Linked DNA regions of Mus musculus: regions 2, 3, 4, 5 and 6 are each linked to region 1. Evidence: chromatin contacts called from public Hi-C, HiChIP or PLAC-seq, Micro-C and promoter capture Hi-C data. All regions are on one chromosome and are shown on one strand. Each heading gives the region's core, a stretch centred on a gene start, on an enhancer-like site or on the middle of the called end of the contact. The rest is flanking DNA. Distances are from core to core; before and after follow the strand shown. Region 1 holds the start of Knl1 (kinetochore scaffold 1). Region 2 holds the start of Bub1b (BUB1B, mitotic checkpoint serine/threonine kinase). Region 3 overlaps Bub1b (BUB1B, mitotic checkpoint serine/threonine kinase). Region 4 overlaps Bub1b (BUB1B, mitotic checkpoint serine/threonine kinase). Region 5 holds the start of Ankrd63 (ankyrin repeat domain 63). Region 6 holds the start of Inafm2 (InaF motif containing 2).

Region 1 (3,165 bases), core at 324-2,823:
GTAAAACAACAATAATAGAATATGAAGACATCTATCATGATCACAGGGTTCTGCAGAGTCGGAGACACATAATCCATGTAAAATGTATGTTGCTTTTAGTTATGTAAAAAACATTAAGGGTTTTTAAGTGTGAGTTGAATGAATTTGTCTGATGATGTTACAGGAGGAAAATCTCTGTTCTTTTTTCTATTCCTAATCCTTTGGTTAAATCCAGAAGATTCAGCTTTTTGTCTTTTGAAAAGGTAGTCGTGTTCCTCTTCTTCAGTAGTTTCTGGATCATAGCAAGATTTCAAATGTCATGGGCATTTTTGTTTGTTTGTTTGTTTTGTTTTTGGGAGTTTTGTTTTGGGGTGGGGGTGGGGGGATTGAGACAGTGTTTCTGTGTAGCCCAGACTGTCCTGGAACTCATGCTGGAACTCACTCTGTAGACCAGGCTGGCTTCGAACTCAGAAATCCGCCTGCCTCTGCCTCCCAACTGCTGGGATTAAAGGTCTGCGCCACCACTGCCCTGCAAAGGGTTCACTTGGGTTACCCCCCCACCCCCACCCCCACCCCCACCCCTACCCCCACCCCCATGGGCACCTTTTTAATGTATACATTGAAAACAAATCCCATAGCTTGCTTAAGGGCTGGAAGAGGTGGCATTTGTAATGCAATATGGTACTTCACGATCAGGACAGGTATTAAACCCCCAAAATAGCGATTATGGGGGTATAGCTTTGTAATCCTAGCATTTGGGAAGGCGAGACAGGATGATTTTTAACCTGGAGGCTAGACTGCTACACAGTAAAACTGTGTCTCAAAATAACAAAAACAAAACAAAGCCCTCGGAGTAAGAGCTCATTAAAGACTGAAAGCATTCATCTCAGAGCTAGGACATTTCATGTTCCAGACCACCACTGAACATGTCCTGTTATTTTACTTTGTAAGAAATTAAATTCCTAGAAAAAAGTCTCTTTATCTGCTTTTTCTTCATCTGTGAGTCATAACATTCCAAAAGCAGCCTTTCAAATATCTCAATTCCTTCAGCTGATTTCAAATATCAAATTCCTTCAAATTACAATATCACCAACTAAAACACCTCGATGCTGAGACTAATTGTGTTAGATAGAACCTGATCGGAATTAAAACCCGAAGCAATATTTAATCACTTCCATCCTGTGGATTATAAATTCACATTACACTAATTAGCAAAAGACACTTTCGACGAGGATGGGATTCGAACCCATGCGTGCAGAGCACAATGGATTAGCAGTCCATCGCCTTAACCACTCGGCCACCTCGTCCCAGAAGCTAGTTTCTTCCTGGTAGCTATAGGGAGTAGACACAGAGCGCTGTGACGCAATACCATGGAAGTCGCCATTTTGTACGGAAGCCAACAGTGCGATTGTTTACTCTGCAAACACTCGAAAGAAGATGGCCGTTCTCAGAATAACAGAGACGAAGAAAATTCTGTAGAAAAGAAGAAAAACCCGAGGGAACTTAAGTCAGAGCAGAGGAGGACAGAGAAGTTTATGTCTTAGGGGCGGGGCCGGTCTGGAGCCGAAGGGGTGGGGTCTGCGCGGCGCGCAGCACTGAGCATGCGCATCACTAGGGCGGTTAGATTTGAATACTTCAGGGACGTTGAGAGGTGACGTCCGACTCCAAGGAGCGCGAGGACCCCAGACAAGTCAAGCAGGTGGTCGGTGGCGGGTCAGAATGCTCCTTTCCGTTCTGGGCTCCTGAGAGGGCTCGGGTTCTGTTTGAGTGCTGAAGGGCGGGCGCGGGTTGCTGAGGTCGCTCGGTCGTCGGGGCGATCTCGGAAAGGCCCTGCAGCCGACCGGACCGCGCGAGCGCCAACGGCCCGCTCTCCTTCTCCTGGAGCGCCGCGTTTCGCTTCTCCTTTCCCAAAGCCGCTCCATTCCCGGGGTCGTGTCGTCTGCGCGGTGCGCCGTGGGCCTCCGGGTTCGCCCCGCCCATCATCTTTGGTCAGGGCTCCGGGATCCGGTCCCACCGTCTCTCGCCAACTCCTTGTGGTATGTGTTTCTGACCGACGTTCCCTGCTTCCGTGGTCTGAAGGCGACGAGTGAACTTTAAATTGTAGGCTCCGTCCGAGCACAATAATAGAGTTTCGGGTTTCTGCAGGTCCAACATTAGTAAAGACAAATCGGTGTGTTAGATTACATAAATTTCCTTTCCCATCCAAAAGACTTTGGATTCCCTTTGGGAAGAAAAATATTGCCTACTGCAATTTTTAAAATGTACTAGACGTTGTAGTTTGATTTATGCTCATATATTTGAATGCCGAGTCAACTGAGAGTGGCACTGTTTGAAAGGATTAGGAGGAGGGGTGGCCTTGTTGGAGGAGATGTGTTAATGAGGGATGAGCTTTGAGGTTTCCAAAACTCTGCCTGCTGTTTGTGGACGTTCTTGGCTACTCCTTCAGCATTGTGTTTGCTCGCAGGTTCCCCATGATGACTGCTATATAAGTCTCTGAAACTGTAAGCAAGACCCCCAATTAACTGCTTCCTGCTATAAGAGTTGTGGCCATGGTGTCTCTTCACAGCAATAAAACTGTGACTAAGACAGAAGTTAACAGAGATAAAGCATGTGGCTAAAACCCAAAGCAGCAGTTTATTCTAGACACCAAGGTTGACCGTTAGTTTTCATTTCAGTTAAATTGGTTCCGTTGAGTCCCTTGTATGTCTCATAGGTTCATTGTCTTGTGCTAAAGTAGACTTCATGGGGATGGCATTTCATTGGTCAGATTGTTGGAGAGATGATTTATAAATATGGAAGGAAATATATCGTAAGGTATTTGGTCATTAAAGGTTAGGTTCAAGCAGTGTACTTCTTGACTATGTGAATGGCTGGAAACCTTTACAAGTTGATAGATGTAAATGGAGTAAAATGTTTGGGATGGTGATATAAATGATGTGTTTGATGCTGAGAATACGAGAAGGTACTGATTCTAGATACTGGATCGAACAAGCGTTTCCAATAGAATTTTCTGTGATAATAATATTCTATATCTGCACTGTCCAACATGGTATCTATTAGCAGTCATTTTTGGCGCACTTAAAATATGGTTATCAAAGAAATGTAGTATGATTACCAAAAACTTGAGTTTTAATTTGTTTCATCTTAATTTCATTGTATATAATCATTCAATTTGACAGCACAGGT
Region 2 (3,165 bases), core at 387-2,886, 450 kb before region 1:
CTGGATAATGGTGGAAATAGAGAGGTGGGAATCTACCACAGACACACACCTCAGTTGCTTCAGAACTTGATTTGTTCTGATGGGTAGATTGTGCCAACTCGTCCTTTCCCTCAGGTTCACTGTCTTCTGTAGAGAAATTCCCATGGCTCCCCTCTCTACTCCAGAGCCTAGTTGGAAGTTATATGCTCAAATGACTAATTTATCTGTTTCTGGTCTGGGTATCGACGCCCTGACATTCCTTGTTTGTTTGTATACCCCCGCCCCAACAAACGGAGAAAAATTTGACAGAATGGGCTATGTACACCTCTAAGGAGACGAGAGAGGGAGGGAAGATTGAGTCTTAAGGGAGAGGCAGTGCAGTAAGGAAGAGAGTGTAGTACAGGATACAGCAGTCCTGGAGAGCAGTGCAGTATTGTTGCGAGGGAGAGTAGAGCAGCACGGGAGGGAGAGGGAGGCAGGTTGAAAAGAGAACAAGCTGGACACAGGTAAAGACAGAATGAGCAAGAGATTGAGAAAGAGCCAGAAGATTAGGAAATAGAAAAGACTGCTAGAGTGAGTTTGAGGCCAAGCAGAGCAATTCAGGGGCTGGGAGAGAAGCCAGATTGAGTCAGTCAGCTGGGAGAGGAGTTTGAGCCAGAACAGCTGAGTTGAACCAGCCAGGTAGACTTCAGAAAGAACAAGAAAGGGTGAGCTTATTCAACAAAATTGAGAGGCTGACCTAGATTAGATCTTATGGAGGCTAGAATTTTCTAGGAGTGGATCTAGGTCAGCAGATGGAGGCAGTAAGCCCCTCAGACAACAATCACAACAGGAGAATAAAAGTTATTTTTATAGCCTGATCTACAGAGCGAGTTCCAGGATAGCCAAGGCTACACAGAGAACCCTTGTTTTGAAAAACAAAAACAAACAAAAAACAAAAGCAAACTTTTTATTGTGAAGTAAAGTTGCCCTGGATGGTCTTGAAGTCTTGGTCCTCACATCTCAGTCTCCAGAGTAGCTGAACTATAGGCCTGCATTACCAAGCCTTTAGCTCCAGTGAGACAGGCAAAGCGCTTACCCTGTTTGTATTCTGTGTTAGATCGTAGTTTACAGGACATCTGGTAGGCTGCATGAGAGAACAAATGGTACACTTCCAAGAGAATTTAAAGGAAGTTGGTCAAAGTTGAGAAGTTGTAGAGGTCAAAGGGCTTGCTGGGGAAAGGAAGTGCAGTGCTAAACCAGGTCTTGTGTAAAAGAGAAAAACGAGAACACAGTCTTTCCACAGGAAACAGCTGGGTGAGAGTGGCCTAAGGATCCCTGGACAGGTGTTAAGACCTGGGGCTCAGACAAGACCTAGGCGTAGCACAGTTAATTGTTCGGAGCAACCCAGAAGAGTAATGTACTCAAAGACACGTTATGAAACTGAAACCATCAAAGAACCTCTTGTTAATAAAGTGTCTCTCCCTGGGTTCGAAGGCTTGTCTTAGAAAGGAAACACAGAGCAAACTCGAAGTGCCTGAGCACGCTGCAGTGCTAGGACAACCATTGGTCCTTGCACCTCAAACCTGAAACTACAACTCCCATTGTGCATTGCGCAGCGCGTGCTTAAACCCGGGATACACTACAATCCCCAGAATGCTTTGGGAGGAGCGGGAGCGGGGAGCGGCGAGGCTACGTCTGCGTCAAGAGACGTTAAATTTGAAACTTGGCGGCCCGTGCGTGATGGGGGCGTGAGGAGGCTATTCTGAGAAGGAATCGGGTGCGTGGTTTTGTTTAGGAGCACGGGGTGACGATCTTCGCAGCTCCAGAGCCAGCTGAAGGTTGAGGGAGACTCAGTTAGCACTCGGAGGATAAAGGTCTGCGGAAGGGCGAGAGCAAGTATTGGGAATGCAGGATGGCGGAGGCGAGGTAAGGACCGGACGCAAATTGCTGCCGCTGGGTGCTCGGCTGGCGAGGGGAGGATCGAGGAGGTCGGCCAAGAGCAGGTCTCCCCAAACCCCCTTCCCAACGGCGTGGAGCCCTGCATCCAGCCAGGGGGCAAGACTGGGAGAGTTTGGAATTTGCCATATGATCTGGTTCTGAAACTCACCTCAGCCGTTTTTATTTGACCTTGAACATGTTTACGGAGGGGTGGGGGCACGCAGATATTAATGCTGCTTTATGGAGTTCTGGGAGGATTCAAGATGTTTGTAAAGTACCTGCTTTCAACTAATAAGTGTTCTCACTTTGCTAGCAGCTTAGGGATCTGAAGAGCAGAGCACTTGCAGCTTTTCCTCATCATAAAATATAGAGGGTTTTTCTAGGTTAGAATTTAAGATGCATTTCAATTATGGAACTTATAATAACTGGGTAATTGCTGTCATAAGCTGTCATTCATGGAAGAGAATTTATCGACTACCATTTTGAGCACTGAAGGCGAACAGTAAAAGACACAAAATCCCAACCTTTGTGAAGCTTAAGTTCTGGGGAGGAATGAATCGGGGTGTGTGTCGCGGATGGGCAATAAGACATGTTTAACATCAGATAGAATCAGTATTAACAAGTGTAAAGCAAGAGAAGACGGCATTGGAGGTAGAACTAGTGTGGTTTCAGAAGGGTTTGGACATGTAACTCAGGAAGGGCACTTGTTCAAGGTACATAAGGCCTTAGTTCATTACCCAGCAATGAGGCTTGGGGGTGGGGGAGTCGGGGCAGAGGGAGATTTGAACAGAGGCCTCCCTGATGAGATGGCACTTGGGTCTGAACTAGAAGGAACTAGTCACGGACAGGTGAGATGGCTCTGTGGATAGAGATAATTGCTAACCAAGACTGAGGACCTGTTTGGTCACCCCTCCCCCACCCCCGAAACCCCATGGTGGAAGGAGAGAAACAACTCTAAGGTTGTGGCCTGACTTACACACACACACACACACACACACACACACACACACGGCGGGGGGGGGGGGTGAGAATAAATACATTTTTGTTTTGTTTTGTTTTTTGTTTTTTTCGAGACAGGGTTTCCCCTTATAGCCCCGGCTGTCCTGGAACTCACTATGTAGACCAGGCTAACCTCGAACTCAGAAATCCGCCTGCCTCTGCCTCCTGAGTGCTGGGATTAAAGGCGTGTGCTACCATCACCCGGCTTGTTTTGTTTAGTTATGTTTTGTTTTATAAATACATTTTTTTTTTAAAAAAGAGCTAATC
Region 3 (3,165 bases), core at 391-2,890, 430 kb before region 1:
AACAAAGTACCTCGATAAAAATATTTTTCTAAGGAAAATTTCTAGGTCATACCTACTATATAGAAGGTGAAACATTTTATTCACAGAAATCTCTGTGCTGAGGTTCAGTGGGATTTGGGTAGATAAATTCAATTTTGTCTCAAGTTTTCAAGTCTTGCATCTGCAGCTCTGGTTTTCTCCCACAGTTCATTGAAAGACCTGAAGCATCTCATTTGGTAGTTTAGAGTCTGTCTTTCTCGCGGCAGCTATTTGTCTGGAACGGTTCTCCTTCCCTCCAGCTTTTCTCCCCCACTGTTGTAGTAACCTAGGTTCCCATTGTTTTGAAGGGCATTATTATCCCAAAGGTCTTCTCGAGCCATTAGCTCATCATTCTGCTTCCCCAAAGAGCAAACTTCCTATTCTTTTTTTTTTTTTTTTTTTCTAGACAGGGTTTCTCTGTGTAGCCCTGGCTGTCCTGGAACTCACTCTGTAGATCAGGCTGGCCTCGAACTCAGAAATCTGCCTGCCTCTGCCTCCCAAGCGCTGGGACTAAAGGTGTGCGCCACCTCTGCCCGCAAACTTCCTATTCTTTAAAAAAGCAAACAGCAACAACAAACACCTTACTCCTGTTATTCAGGGCAGGGGAGGGCGTGGCATGCACTGTGGGTGGGGGGCAGAAGTCATTACTGTGGAGTTTTCTCTACGGTAACATGGGCTCTGGAGACAACTTAGGTTGTTAGGACTGCATCTTGGAGTGGCAAGGGCTTTTATCCACTGAGCCATCTTTCTGTCCATCTCTTATTCTTCTCCTGTGTATGTGTGTGTTGTAGGGAGGGGGCAGGGTTTGCATTCTTTCTTAGTTACTGTTCTATTTCTGTGAAGAGACACCATGACCAAGGCATTAGTAATTCTTAAAAAGAACATAATGAATTGGAGCTTGCTTACAGTTTCAGAGGTTTAGTCCATTGTCAGGGTGGAGAGCATGGTGGCACTGAGGCAGACATGGTGCTGGAGAAGGAGCTACCTGTCTACATCTGGATCTGCAGGCAACAGGAAGAGAGAGACACAGGGCCTGGCTTGGTCTTTTGAAACCCCAAAGTTCACCCCCTGACTAACATTCAAATATAGGAGCTTTTCAGAGCCATTCTTATTCAAACAAGCACATACACCCCATGCTGTTGGTTGCTCTGGTGCTGTTTGTATTCCGATGTTAATTCTGCCTCCTCAGGTGGGACTTCCCTCCCACCTGCCAGCAGTGGATGGATCCTGTACTCTGGGGATCCCGTGTGAACCTTTTCCTCATTTTATTTGGTCAAATAAAGGCTAGAGCCTGTGATTGGACAGTGGAGGACAAAGGTGGAAGGAGAGAAGGAAGGAGAGGGGAGGACAGAAGAAGGGAAGGAGAAAGAAGATGGAGCAGAACCACATGGCCAGAAGAAACTGCAAGTAGCAAAGGCTCATAGCTGAGGAATGAGCTTGTATAGTGCTAGATCTGCCCAATCTAGGCATATAGTGTATAAATATAATAACTGGATTGTGTGTTTTTTATACGGGCTTATTGGGGTTGGAAATTACTGTTATATACGTGTATGCATATGCATGCACATTTGTGTGACGCTGGGATTTTCCCTCCATCACTTGAGAGCTTGTCTATGACTAGTGTGGCTAGCCAGTTTGCTCTGGGGAATCCCCATCTAAAGTGCAGCTGTCGTGCTTGCATGGCAGGCGCACTCACACCGAGCCATCTTCCCAACCCGACTTCCCAGTCTTCTCATTGCCAGTGTTCTCATAGGTAATCTCTCTGTTCATGGTCGTCAGAGGCCCTTTTGCCAAATCCAGTGCCTGTTTCTTCACAATACCACATGTCTACCTCTCCAACCCCACCTTTTACTGCTTTCCTTCTGAGAAGCTATAAGCAAGCTGGCTTTCCTGGATTGTTCAATACAGTAGTCTTCCTGTATTGACAGACTTCTCCTAAATCTTTATATGACTGATCCCTCATCATTCAGTTTTAGCCTTATCATTGCATTTTATCAAAAAAATCACTGGTTTTTAGTAGATATGACCTACATGGCCTTTTATTTTTTTTTTTTTAAGATTTACTTACTATGTATAGGAGTGCTCTATCTGCATGTACACCTGCATGCCAGAAGAGAGCATCGGATCCCATTACAGATGGTTGTGAGCCACCATGTGGTTGCTGGGGATTGAATCAGGACCTCTGGAAGAGCAGGCGGTGCTCACTGAACCATCACTCCCGCCTCGCTCCGCCCCACCTGCGTATCTTCATCTCCTAAGCATCTCCATAAGTACCCTCCGTTTGGTACTGTTGCTGTTTGACATTTTTGCTATACTAAGTATTGCGCTTCAGGCTTGCACTGTAAATCAAGTGATCTATCACTGGGCTATGTTTGGGGGGTGTTTTGCTTGTTTATTTGTTTAAGAAATCTACTCCTGTAACTAACTTAGTCTGGCCTTGAACTGCTGTGTATCTAGGGATGATATTGACTTTGAATCTTCCTGTCTCTACCTCCCAAGGACCGAGCTTACAGGCATGCATCACTGAGCCTTGTTCTTACAGACCCAGGGTTTCATGCTAGGCAAGCACGCTACCAACTAAGCTGCATTCCATGCCCTGTTGTATAGATACTTTTGGCGTTTCTGAGAAAGTCTTGCTTATAGCCCAAGTTAGCTGAGAACACTAAATGATTCTCTTATTACTTTTTGTGATCCTGACATACTTGGATATTAGCTTCGTATGGCCAAGGACTTGGTATCATTGGGACCTATTTTCCGTTGTACCTGTGCATTGCAGCTGTTCCTCTTTTTCTAGACTAGATACATAAAAGAATAGAGAAGCAGACCTCAAATCGAGGGCGTTCTCCTCCACTGCTCCTTTTCGTTAATATTGATTTGTACGCTGAGGGTATGAGCCTCAGAGGCAGTTTTTACAGGATGAATCGTGAAAAGAAATGGCTCAGCTAATTTCACTGTTTGCAGCCGAGCTGTTGACCAGTGCAAAGAAGAGGGAGGAGATGCAGAAGCAGATCGAAGAGATGGAGAGGAGGCTGAAGGCAATGCAGGCTGTTCAGCAAGAAGGAGCTGGGGGCCAGGTACACGTTCCTTTCATTTATTTATTTATTTTACTGTTTTTTAATACAGAAAACTCAAGCATGCCAGGCTTTG
Region 4 (3,165 bases), core at 395-2,894, 400 kb before region 1:
TAGAGTTCTTGGTATTACCATATATCACTTTGGCATGTTAGTGTCCTGCTGAGTTAAACCCAGAAAGAATTCTAATTTTCACATGCCCAATCTTGATAGAAATGATTTTTTTTTAAATTTTCTTAGGCTAAAAGACAGTGAATTGTGGAATAAATTCTTTGTGCGGATTCTGAATGCCAGTGACAAGTCCACAGTGTCTGTTCTGGGGGAGCTGGCAGCAGAAATGGGTGGGGCTTTTGATGCCACATTCCATAGCCACCTGAACAGAGCCCTGTGGAAGCTGGGGAAGACAATCAGCCCGGAAGCTTTGCTCACTCAGCAAGACAAGCAGCCAGGCGGCTCCCAGAGCCCTGCCTAAGCCATGGGTATGGTGAAGAACTGGTCTGGGGCTGCTGTGATTTGTTTAGAGCACACTTAGACACATCAGCAGTCCTTCACTAGGGGTCACTCTCAGTAGCACAGCTTTCAGCCAGGTGGCTGTGCCCTGGCAGCCTCATCTGGTTTATTCAAAAGGTTTCTGTGCAGACAGCTGCTTTTTAGCCCTCTGGCTTCTGCCTTCTCTCTTTTGTAATTTTATAACATGTACTCTCCTTTCACTGTGTATTTTATAATAAAATAGTTTTTGTTACATTTCTGTTGCTGGCAATTCATCTACACTTGCAAACTAAGGTGATAAATGGCTTCATTTTGGAGAGGACTTACTCTACGGTGGTAGAAACTTATGTATCCCAGACTTAGAGCAGCTGCCTTTGGGTTATAAGAAGGCAGCTGGCCGGCCATTTCTTCCGTCTCTCTCTGTCCTTCTAGAGGGTGTCCAGAAAGAAGCAGGTAAAATGACACACACACACACACACACACACACACCAGCTTTCCTTAAGTTCAAAGGTACCGGCCTTTGGGGACAGAGTACTCAGCAACCTGTCATGCAGGACACAGGGCTGCTGAGGGGACAGAGACCATTTTCCTTAGGTGTCAGGAAAGCAGGGGTCAGAACAGAAAGGACTGAAGTGGGGACTAATATGGAAAACAGTAAGTCTGATGGAACACTGTGCACCCAAAGGGGCGCACTGGCTGGGTGTGTGGGGGGCTGTGGGGGTGTGTGTGTCATTAAGGCTTTTGTTTCTTCAGTAGGATAATAAGCATTTATTTATTTATTTCACACTAAAATGTCAGTCACCTGATGTCCACTCGTGCTGGTGCCTGAGTCTCCTCTACTTGTCACCATTGTTGCTCTAAGCTTGTTAGAGAGCAGATTCCCTAACTAATCTCTCAACTGAAACACTTGGGCAAATTCGACAGGGTAAGCCAGAAAAAATGTATCTGAAAGACAAAGAAAGTAAATATTTTCCTTCAACCAAAATACAGTTCTGCAAACATCTTCAGTTTGCTTCTTATACTGAAGATAATAAATGATGAAACTGCCTTTCTGTAATCAAGTCCTTCTTAGTCCCCAGTGCCCTGTATTGCCCAGGAAATTGAGAGCCTTTAACTTAAGTAAGCTTCTACCTAGTGAATACTTCAGCAGTCTAGGCAGCCAAGTTGCTGTATGGGCAAATCTTGTTTCTGAAAGTACAAGCAGGAGTGGGAGGAGCCAGGACACCCTGCAGCTCTGTTCACACCCCACACCTCACCCCATACACCCCCCACTCTCTGACCTCCGCCAACTTCAGCCTTTGAGGACAGGAAAGGATGTCACTGCCAACAGTGCCTGTCATCAACAATGTCTGCCATCGCTTCAGTTTTCTTTACAAAAGCATAAAACCACAAAATAGAACCCTTTCCGTTTCCCTTTCATTTTTGTTTATTTTTAAGCTAAGATCACTGCAGGGCATAGGCTGCCATCAAACCCCAGGTACTCTGGTCACATTCCCCAGAGGGCTGGAATTTCAGGGGCCCACCCACCAGACTCCCTCATATTTGATGCCCATTGTCTTAGGAAAAGGAAGCCTTTGTTTTGTGTAGAGGCTACAGGTGGCTTTGATCTGGTCTCATGAAAGCAAGAAGAACAGAATGCTGGGCCTGGGAGAAGGAAAGACAGATGCACAACTGGGAAGAACAGGACTTCTTTCTCCCCGTTTGGAGGAAGACTGTGGAATAAGCTCTCCCCATTCACAAAGCACTTTGTGCCCTAACTTGCTTGGGGCCCTGTTAGAGGCATCCTCCTCACAAGTCAGAGTGTTCTAACTGATGCCAGACCCGAGTCTGGAAGTGAACTCCTTCCTTCCTGCTGGAGGAAGTTGTGGCCTATTGCTCGAGCTGTGATCTCAGGCAGGTAGGAAAGTCTTTCAGGGTTAGCACAGGCCTTCAGAATAACTTGTTGATGTCTTAAGGTGAAAGTCTAAGGCAAGGCCAGTGAAGGTGCACTCTTCATTGGAACTGAAAACAAAATTCTTGCTCTACCAAAAGTTACTCTATTCTGACTTCAACAGCTCCCTACGGAGCAGGTGCAGCATGCTTTTAACATGACTGACTTTGACTATAATGAGGTCGGAGGCATGGAAGCTGAGTATTTACCAAGGTACAGATGTGTCTGGGTAAGAGCGCTTACCACTAAGCCTGATGACCAGAGTCCTACCCTCTGCATGGTAGAAGAGAGAACAGACTCCACAAGTCATCCTCTGACTCCATACATGTGTGTGTCACACGAGCCCATACCTACACACACATACCAATACACACATACCAACACACACATACCAACACACACATACCAATACACACACACCCACAATAAATAAAACCTTTTACAGATCAGCGAGAAAGGACGAACCACATAGCATCCAGGGCTGAAACTGAGACCTAAAGCTTGAACTCTGTCCCCAGTGCCCCGTTCAGTGCCTTAGCGTGAGTTAAAGGCTGATCCAGTGTTTGCCAGCACGCAGGTCAACACCTTTTCAGCCCCTCTAATGCCTTCTAACCCCCTCTGGTGCCTTGTGCAGAGAATATACTTTATATCCATATGCTATGATCTAACCTCTTGTACTCCTTGTTCCCCAAATCAATTTGGGTAAGTCAATTTAAGAAAAGATAAAAAAAGATAATGACTCAAGTAGCTCAGGCTTGATCTCAGTATGTAGCCCAGGGTGGCCTTGAACTCCTGCCTCCCTCTCCCAAATGGTGGAGTTACTGGCCTGTTCTACTACAACCAGCCTGAGATGGCTTTAG
Region 5 (3,165 bases), core at 203-2,702, 340 kb before region 1:
CCTCCAGCACCTCCTGCGAACGCCACCGCCCACTCCCCGAAGACTGGGGTGAGTTTGGTCGAGCCATCAGAGCTCCTGCCCTAAGGCGTGCTGTCTCCTCCTCGGTCATGGTACCCAGAGCTAGGCTCATGCTCCGGCCCAACTCTGGTCTCTCATTGCCTTGTGCCCTATAACGGACCGAGCCCTTGCCAGCAGAGGCAAGCTCGCCTCCGTGGCCGTGGCCATGGCCGTGACCGTGACCGTGGCCGCCGGCAGCTCGCGCAAACCGTGCCAAAAGAGGGCGCGGTAAACGACGGGGACTGGGTCGTCGCCGCTCTGGGCTGGGCGCCGGGGCAGGGTGGCCAGGGGGACTGTCGGAGTTGGAACCCCGGGCCGCTGCCGCAGCGGCTGCCCGACCCCAAGGCCCGGTGAGGGCTTGCACACAGGTCCCGTGGCCGCGGGAGGCAGCCAGCTGCAGTGCGGTGAGGCCCGCCCGGTTGGTGCGGTCAAGGCGTAAGCCCAGGCGGCGGAAAGAGCGCACCAAGAACTCCAGCACCGCCCCGTGGCCGCACGCCGCCGCCCACATCACCGGGCTGTTGCCCGCCGAGTCCGTCGCCTCCGGATCGCCGCTGAACTGCACCAGGAGCTGCACGGCGTCTAAGTGGCCTCGCTCGCAGGCCAGGCTGAGTGCAGTGCGGCCCCGCTCGTCCCGCAGGTTCACGGCTGCACCTTGCTCCAGCAGCAGTCGCACGAAGCGCGAGCGCATCGCGGGGTCCGGCAGCCCCACGGCCACCATAAGCGGCGTCCGGCCCTGCTCTGCGCGGCAGTCGATGATGCTGCGGTCCAGCGCGTCCAGCACGAAACGGGCCAAGTGCACTTTGCCGGCCTGCATGGCCTCAAGGAAGGTGCGCGTCCCCGCTCGGGGACACAGGTCCTTGGGCTTGAGCATGGCTCCGGCCGCCGCGCCCCGGAAGTCCGACGCACGGGGGCGCCCCTGTTCCCTCACCCCACGGGGCTACGGCCCCGGCCCGGACACCGGTACCGCTCTTTCCAAGCGGCGTGTAGGTGGCTGCAACCAAGTGTCCTGCAGTTCCCGCTCAGGTCTCCCTACCGCTCGGCTGCCTCGCCGCTCCCAGGGCGTCTTGCTTTTCCTCCCTGGCCCCCCACGCCTGGAGGTGTGGGCTGCTGGCTGCTTCGACTCCCGCTCAAGCTCCAAGCTCGGCCTCCTCAACTCTTGGGCCCTCTTCCCTGTATCCGACGCCCCTTGGTCCCTCGTGGCTTGGAGCAACGCCACTCACCCGCACCCCGGGCAGCCCCTGCTCCCCTGTTGAGCGGGTGGCTCCCGCCTGGCGCGCCTGCCTCCTGCCTCGGCGGGGAGCGCCGCTCCTCCAGCTCCCAGAGCCTCTCCCCGCCTCCTCCTTTCTTGCGGGGGCCGGGACGCTTGCTTTTTTACTTGGGGGGCTCGGCGGCTCCTGAGGTGCCCGACGCCTAGATACCTGGCTTTATAGCTTCAGGGGTCTCCATGGCAATGGCTGCTCTGGAAGCAGACTGCACCTTCGGGGCAGAGACGGACAGGGCAAGGGAGACCGCCCCTGACCCCCACCCCTTCGTGGGCCACGAAGTTGGGGAGCGGCTCCTCCTCCGCGCTCCCCTGGGAATGCGGCGGCGGTTGCGGGGCGGGGGTGGAGGCTGCTCGCCGGGGGCCACATGCACCCGGCGGGGCCAATCCTAAAGTCTCAGTCATCTTTCCCCGCCCCCCGCCTCCGCCGGAATCGGTAGCCTCCGCTGCTTAGAAACTGGCGGGAGCTCCTGCCATCGGTTTTAGGTTAAAGGGACTGGGACCCCACGAGGACAGGACTGGACAGTGCACCAGCTTGAGGTGGGCAAGAGACAGAGGAAAAGTAATTTGGGGTATGAGGCATTTGTGCTCCGGACTGAGGGCGCTCAGTCTGGCTGATAACTGCCATCTAAAGTGCAGCGAATCACAGCCACACACAATTGTGCCTCCCGCACGCGCTCACTCAGAGAAGGGCGGGGGTGCATTCTCCAATCTCAGACGTCTCCAAACCTGACAGCGCGCCCGCGTGCCAGCTCCACGGTTGATCGGTCGCTGTGGAGCAAGTTGACTTAGACACTGGCCGCTCTGACCCAGGGCAGGTGCCTTAGGACCCGAGAGTATGCAGGCATTTGGACTTCCCAGGCACTACCTCCTATCTCCTCAAAGATGGGCTAGTTAGGGTCTAGGAAAGGACAAAAGACACAAGCAAGAATTCCCTGACAGGGCTGGGTTCTCTTGAGCACAAAACCATCTTTAGGCCACAGAGCGCTAGACCTGGCCCCTACAGAAAGGAGACAGCCTGAGATTTTTTTTTTTTTTCAATCAGATGTGTGGAAAACCTACTTCCTTTGGACAATCAGCTCATGGGCGCTAGAGACGGGGAATACTGAAGGCCTAGCAGAGTCTTACAATGAGTGCCCCACAAGCTCCCAGGACTAGAGAAAGGGCTTGAGAATAGTTGAAATGGAGTTTATTTGTAGAATAAGTGAAGAGCTAGGGACTTTTCGCAGCTGGTCGAGTATTTGCCCAGTATACACGAAACGATTGGTTTGATTCATTCCCAGGATGAAGCCAGGTGTGGTGCTATAAGCTAACAACCCAGCACTTGAGAGATGGAGGCAGGAGGCTCAGAAGTTCCAAGATCATCCTCAGCTACAGTTAGGTTGAGGCCAGCCTGGGCTACATGAGACCCTATGGTTGTGTTTCCAGCAATGGGAAACACAGATGCACAAACTGAATGAATGAGACTTGTCTTCTCAGTCAGGAAGACGAACCCAGGACTGAGAACATCTGCTAAATGCAAACTCAAAACAGCCATTGGATGGAAGGACAAATGATGGGAAGGAGAGGGAACTAAGATCCTCTGAAGGCAACAGCAGAGTTAGTCCTTTAAGGATGAGAGACGCAGGCTAAGAAACAAGGAAGACGGCCAGGCAGAGGGGTTACAGGGACAAAGGCACCCAACAGACACAATGTGGAGGGTTGTGTTCAGGGGTCCTATGCTGTAAGAGAAAGGAAGTCCAGTGAAGAATGGAGGGGGTGTCCAGTCTGGTTGCTTTGCGGGACACGCCTGAGGATTCTGTGAGGAGTGCTCTGCCCCGGGGAGCAGGGGCTGGGGAGGCCCCGGA
Region 6 (3,165 bases), core at 229-2,728, 300 kb before region 1:
TGGTCTACAGAGTGAGTTCCAGGACAGCCAGGGCTACACAGAGAAATCCTGTCTCGAAAAACCAAACCAACCAACCAAACAAACAAAAAACAAACAAACAAAAGGCTCCTTGAAATAGTATTGGGTGGCCCATTGCTAGAGACACAGCCCCACCTGAGCCTCCAACCAGGACCAGATTAGAAACTTGTGGTTCGAAGCCCACTAGTACACTGCATTCTGGTAGCGCTTCCATGGGATGGAAAATTTGGGGAAGGGCTTGGATAAGGAAAGTCAAAGTCAAAGGAAAGGGAGAAGTGGAAAGGGCAGAGGGAGTCCTGCCCAAGAGGTTAGAAGTCAGTGGGGCCCTCGCAGAGGCCACGCCCCACCCCAACTACATCAGGACCACAGACCTTTCTCCTACTCAGACTCATAGTTCTCTAATCCACTGAGACATCCAGGCTGCTCACAAAGACAGTTTTGGGAACACAGGGAGAGTCAAGCAAGAGGCACCCAGAAATCAATCGCGGTGAATTACAAAGAGGAAATAGGGATGAAACAAGCAAAGGGGAAGAGGGTGAAAGTATAGAAAGGGTGGTACTAAGAGTCCCTGCGTGCAGAGGGGTGGCCGGCATCCAAAGGGCCCTAAGAGCAAAAAGGCTGAAGCCTGGAAGGAACAAGCCTCAATGGGAAAAGACAGTTCTCTACATCCTGGGGTTGAAGAGAATCAAAGAATGAAAACGCTGGGAGATGTCCTCCACCAGTTCAGTGCAGCCCCTTGGGTACAATTCGAGACCAGTCCTGAAAGTCAGAAGACCAGAAAGTAGGACCTGAGACCTGTTGTGGGATTTGAGATTATGCTGGCAGGTCAGCCTAAGAAACAAACTCAACCTTTGGCTCTTGTCCCTGTGGCTCACAGTAGTCTGACTCAAGGGTCCTAAGAGGACCCAATCAGGCAAGATTCGAGTGGTCTCGGAGTCCAGACCAACAGAAAAAAGGAAGCGAGACTGACTGCGGTGTGCGGGCGCCAGGTTCCCAGACCCGAACCAGGCTCTTTGGGGTGAAGGGATCTGGGACACTATCCCCTCACTATTCTAGAGCTACCCGAGAGCACAAGCTTAGTGTTAGCTCCACTTCGGAGACCCGGTGTAGGTGGGCCTGGTTAGTTCTCCCACCTACCATCTCCTAGCCTGGGCCATGTGAGGAGACGCCTGAGTTGACAGCTTTCTACGGAGCCTGCCCCTCCCTGCCACCTCCCGGTTCCGCACTCCCTCCCGCAAAGTGCCTTTCCCCCTTTAAAGAAGCTCCTGTCGCCCCTTTAAGGCCCAGCCTCCCTTAACTCTCTCTTAACTGGGCGTCCCCCACGGGGCCCACGATTCCCCGCCGCAGCCGCCTCCCAGCGCGGCACTTCCGGGCCCCTACATCGCCCTTTTAAGGGGCAGCCCCCCGGCAGCGCGCGGCCCCGCCCCCTGCACCGGCGCGCCCCGCGGGGGAGCCGGGCTAGAGCCGGAGCGCGCGGTCCGCGCGGCCACTGGAGACCAGGCGGCCGGCGGCCGGGCAGGCGGCGGCAGCGGCAGCGGATGGGGACGCGGAGTCGGGCGGCTGTGGCTGTGGCGGCGGCCGGGAAGCAGCTGGCGGGCCGGCGGCGGCGGCGGCGCTGGCGGCGGTGACGGGCCCAGGCCCCGGCGGCGGCAGCGACGCGGTGGCGGGCTGCGGGCGGGCGGCGTGAGGAGCAGCGGCGGAGCGCGGGGCCGCCGGGAAGCCAGGGCGCCGAGACGCCCCCTGCCCAGTCCTCGCAGGCCGCCAGGCCCCCTCCAGCCGGGGCCGTGGAGCACCGGGGCAAAGGCCGGGGCCCCCCCATGAAGGAGCGCGACGCGGCCCCGGCCGAGCGGGGCAAGCCGGCCACCTACACCGGGGACAAGAAGGCGAAGATGGCGGCCAAGACCAACAAGAAGTGGGTCCGGCTAGCCACGGTGTTCGCCTACGTGCTCTCCGTGTCGCTGGCCGCCATCGTACTGGCCGTCTACTACAGTCTCATCTGGCAGCCGGTGGGTGCCGGGACCTCGGGGGGAGCCGTCGGCCCGCCCCCCAGCGGCTCCAACACCACCGGCCCGTCTGGGACTTCGGGGGTGGCGGCGGGGCCCAACACCACCGGGTCGTCCCGCCGCGAGGCGCCACGCGACGCACCCCCGCTGCAGGCGGCGAGGCCGGCGCCCCCGGAGCCCGCTGCAGACAGCCCCCTGGCTGGGCCGCTCGAACGGCCGCGGGGGCTGGACGAGGACGAAGAGGAAGCGGCCGAAGAGCCCCGGAGTCGTTGAATCTCTCCGCGTTGGGGACGGTCGGGAATCATCGTCCCCTAAGCCCCCAAGCAGGACTTTGCAGCAGGACCGGCTCCGGAGCCCGCCGGAGTGACCCCTACGCGAGCGTACGCCCCCACACACCTCAGCGATCGCCAGTTTGCCCCGGGAGCCGGTAATGCACAACCGGATCTTCAGCCAAGGGACCACGATTCGCCGGGGACTCGGGGTTTGATCTTCCCAGCACCGTGCTGCGCCAGGGCCCTGAGCCATAAGGGGAACTGGGGGGGAGGGTGGAGAGAGCCTAGCACCCAGCCCTTCAGCGCTGCTAGCTCTGGTGTTTCCTAAACGCAGGGGGTGACTCGGGCGCCCCCTCCCCAAGACTCAGGGGAAGGTAGGGAGTTGTGTAGGGGCTCTTTTTTTTTTTTTTTTTTAAATAAGCCGAGGCTCTCCCAAAGAAGAGAGCACCAAAAGTAGCGGAGCTCAGGTACGTCAACCTAGTTGCAGTGGCCAGACATGCGTTTAATTTATAGATCCCTGTATATAGTTGTTGACATATGCACTAGACGCTATAATCACATAGAACTCTATGTATCTCCCCACAGCCTGGGTAGCTACTGAATGGTGGGGTCCAGCAAGGGCTATTTGCTGGCCTTCAAACTGCACTTAGCCAGAAGGGCACAAACACAAGCTTTTTTTTTTTTTTCTTTTCCATCACCCACTCTTTCACCTGTTCCCTTCCTGTTTCAGAAAGATAAGTTCCTGACGTTCTTGCACAAGAGTATAATCATTCTTAGACCCCTACCATGGCCGTGGAAAAACCTTAGCAATAGAGACTGTTTAGGGAGGGTGGGGAATGTGCTGACCCCCTCCGGTTCTCATCCTAGTGCTC

Evidence for each region. Promoter capture Hi-C pulls out the DNA fragments that hold promoters and counts their contacts. A called contact is a pair of places that touch in the nucleus more often than the background predicts. HiChIP or PLAC-seq counts read pairs in DNA pulled down with a chosen protein or histone mark. Capture Hi-C pulls out chosen DNA fragments and counts their contacts.
Region 2: a promoter capture Hi-C map of pancreatic islet shows a contact between it and region 1. The contact joins the promoter of Bub1b here to the promoter of Knl1 in region 1. A contact is called at or near these places in 2 of 39 promoter capture datasets (hippocampal neurons and pre-B cells), 1 of 115 datasets of contacts at active chromatin or transcription factors (pro-B cells) and 1 of 9 other capture datasets (pancreatic islet).
Region 3: a Hi-C map of B cells shows a contact between it and region 1, with 6 read pairs. The contact joins the enhancer-like site here to the promoter of Knl1 in region 1. A contact is called at or near these places in 1 of 39 promoter capture datasets (hematopoietic stem and progenitor cells), 3 of 484 Hi-C or Micro-C datasets (B cells and cortical neurons) and 1 of 115 datasets of contacts at active chromatin or transcription factors (large pre-B cells).
Region 4: a promoter capture Hi-C map of pre-B cells shows a contact between it and region 1, with 3 times the contacts expected there. The contact joins the enhancer-like site here to the promoter of Knl1 in region 1. A contact is called at or near these places in 4 of 39 promoter capture datasets (3T3-L1-derived adipocytes, hippocampal neurons, neural stem cells and 1 more), 2 of 484 Hi-C or Micro-C datasets (both in cortical neurons) and 2 of 115 datasets of contacts at active chromatin or transcription factors (bone marrow-derived macrophages and memory CD8 T cells).
Region 5: a contact with region 1 is called in a Micro-C map of embryonic stem cells, with 4 times the contacts expected there. The contact joins the promoter of Ankrd63 here to the promoter of Knl1 in region 1. A contact is called at or near these places in 2 of 39 promoter capture datasets (neural stem cells and pre-B cells), 1 of 484 Hi-C or Micro-C datasets (embryonic stem cells), 1 of 115 datasets of contacts at active chromatin or transcription factors (the SCID.adh cell line) and 3 of 9 other capture datasets (adipose tissue, liver and macrophages).
Region 6: a contact with region 1 is called in an H3K4me3 HiChIP or PLAC-seq map of pro-B cells, with 4 times the contacts expected there. The contact joins the promoter of Inafm2 here to the promoter of Knl1 in region 1. A contact is called at or near these places in 1 of 39 promoter capture datasets (hematopoietic stem and progenitor cells), 2 of 115 datasets of contacts at active chromatin or transcription factors (bone marrow-derived macrophages and pro-B cells) and 1 of 9 other capture datasets (liver).

Annotation. Positions count from the first base shown.
Region 1 is chr2:119,045,546-119,048,710 of GRCm38.p6, forward strand. It overlaps Knl1 (kinetochore scaffold 1), which reads left to right and starts at 1,574. Exons shown (of 24, transcript NM_029617.3): 1 at 1,574-1,678. n-TSgct7 (a tRNA gene) reads right to left here and starts at 1,286; the gene lies at 1,205-1,286.
Region 2 is chr2:118,596,575-118,599,739 of GRCm38.p6, forward strand. Bub1b (BUB1B, mitotic checkpoint serine/threonine kinase) reads left to right here and starts at 1,637. Exons shown (of 23, transcript NM_009773.3): 1 at 1,637-1,887. The coding sequence starts at 1,874.
Region 3 is chr2:118,619,156-118,622,320 of GRCm38.p6, forward strand. It overlaps Bub1b (BUB1B, mitotic checkpoint serine/threonine kinase), which reads left to right. Exons shown (of 23, transcript NM_009773.3): 10 at 2,980-3,092. Among named protein-coding and RNA genes, the nearest start is that of Bub1b, 23 kb to the left of the region's middle. Within about 2 kb of position 1,641, at least 32 of the 459 cell types and tissues checked have an H3K27ac peak or open chromatin away from gene starts, as enhancers often do. A contact at or near this core is called in B cells, where this site is marked.
Region 4 is chr2:118,640,962-118,644,126 of GRCm38.p6, forward strand. Bub1b (BUB1B, mitotic checkpoint serine/threonine kinase) reads left to right here. Exons shown (of 23, transcript NM_009773.3): 23 at 127-631. The coding sequence ends at 358. Among named protein-coding and RNA genes, the nearest start is that of Pak6, 21 kb to the right of the region's middle. Within about 2 kb of position 1,645, at least 65 of the 459 cell types and tissues checked have an H3K27ac peak or open chromatin away from gene starts, as enhancers often do. A contact at or near this core is called in memory CD8 T cells and pre-B cells, where this site is marked.
Region 5 is chr2:118,702,511-118,705,675 of GRCm38.p6, forward strand. Ankrd63 (ankyrin repeat domain 63) reads right to left here and starts at 1,453. Exons shown (of 1, transcript NM_001081971.1): 1 at 1-1,453. The coding sequence starts at 928. It also overlaps a transcript of Plcb2 not described here.
Region 6 is chr2:118,744,280-118,747,444 of GRCm38.p6, forward strand. It overlaps Inafm2 (InaF motif containing 2), which reads left to right and starts at 1,479. Exons shown (of 1, transcript NM_001301269.1): 1 at 1,479-3,165. The coding sequence starts at 1,836. The coding sequence ends at 2,294.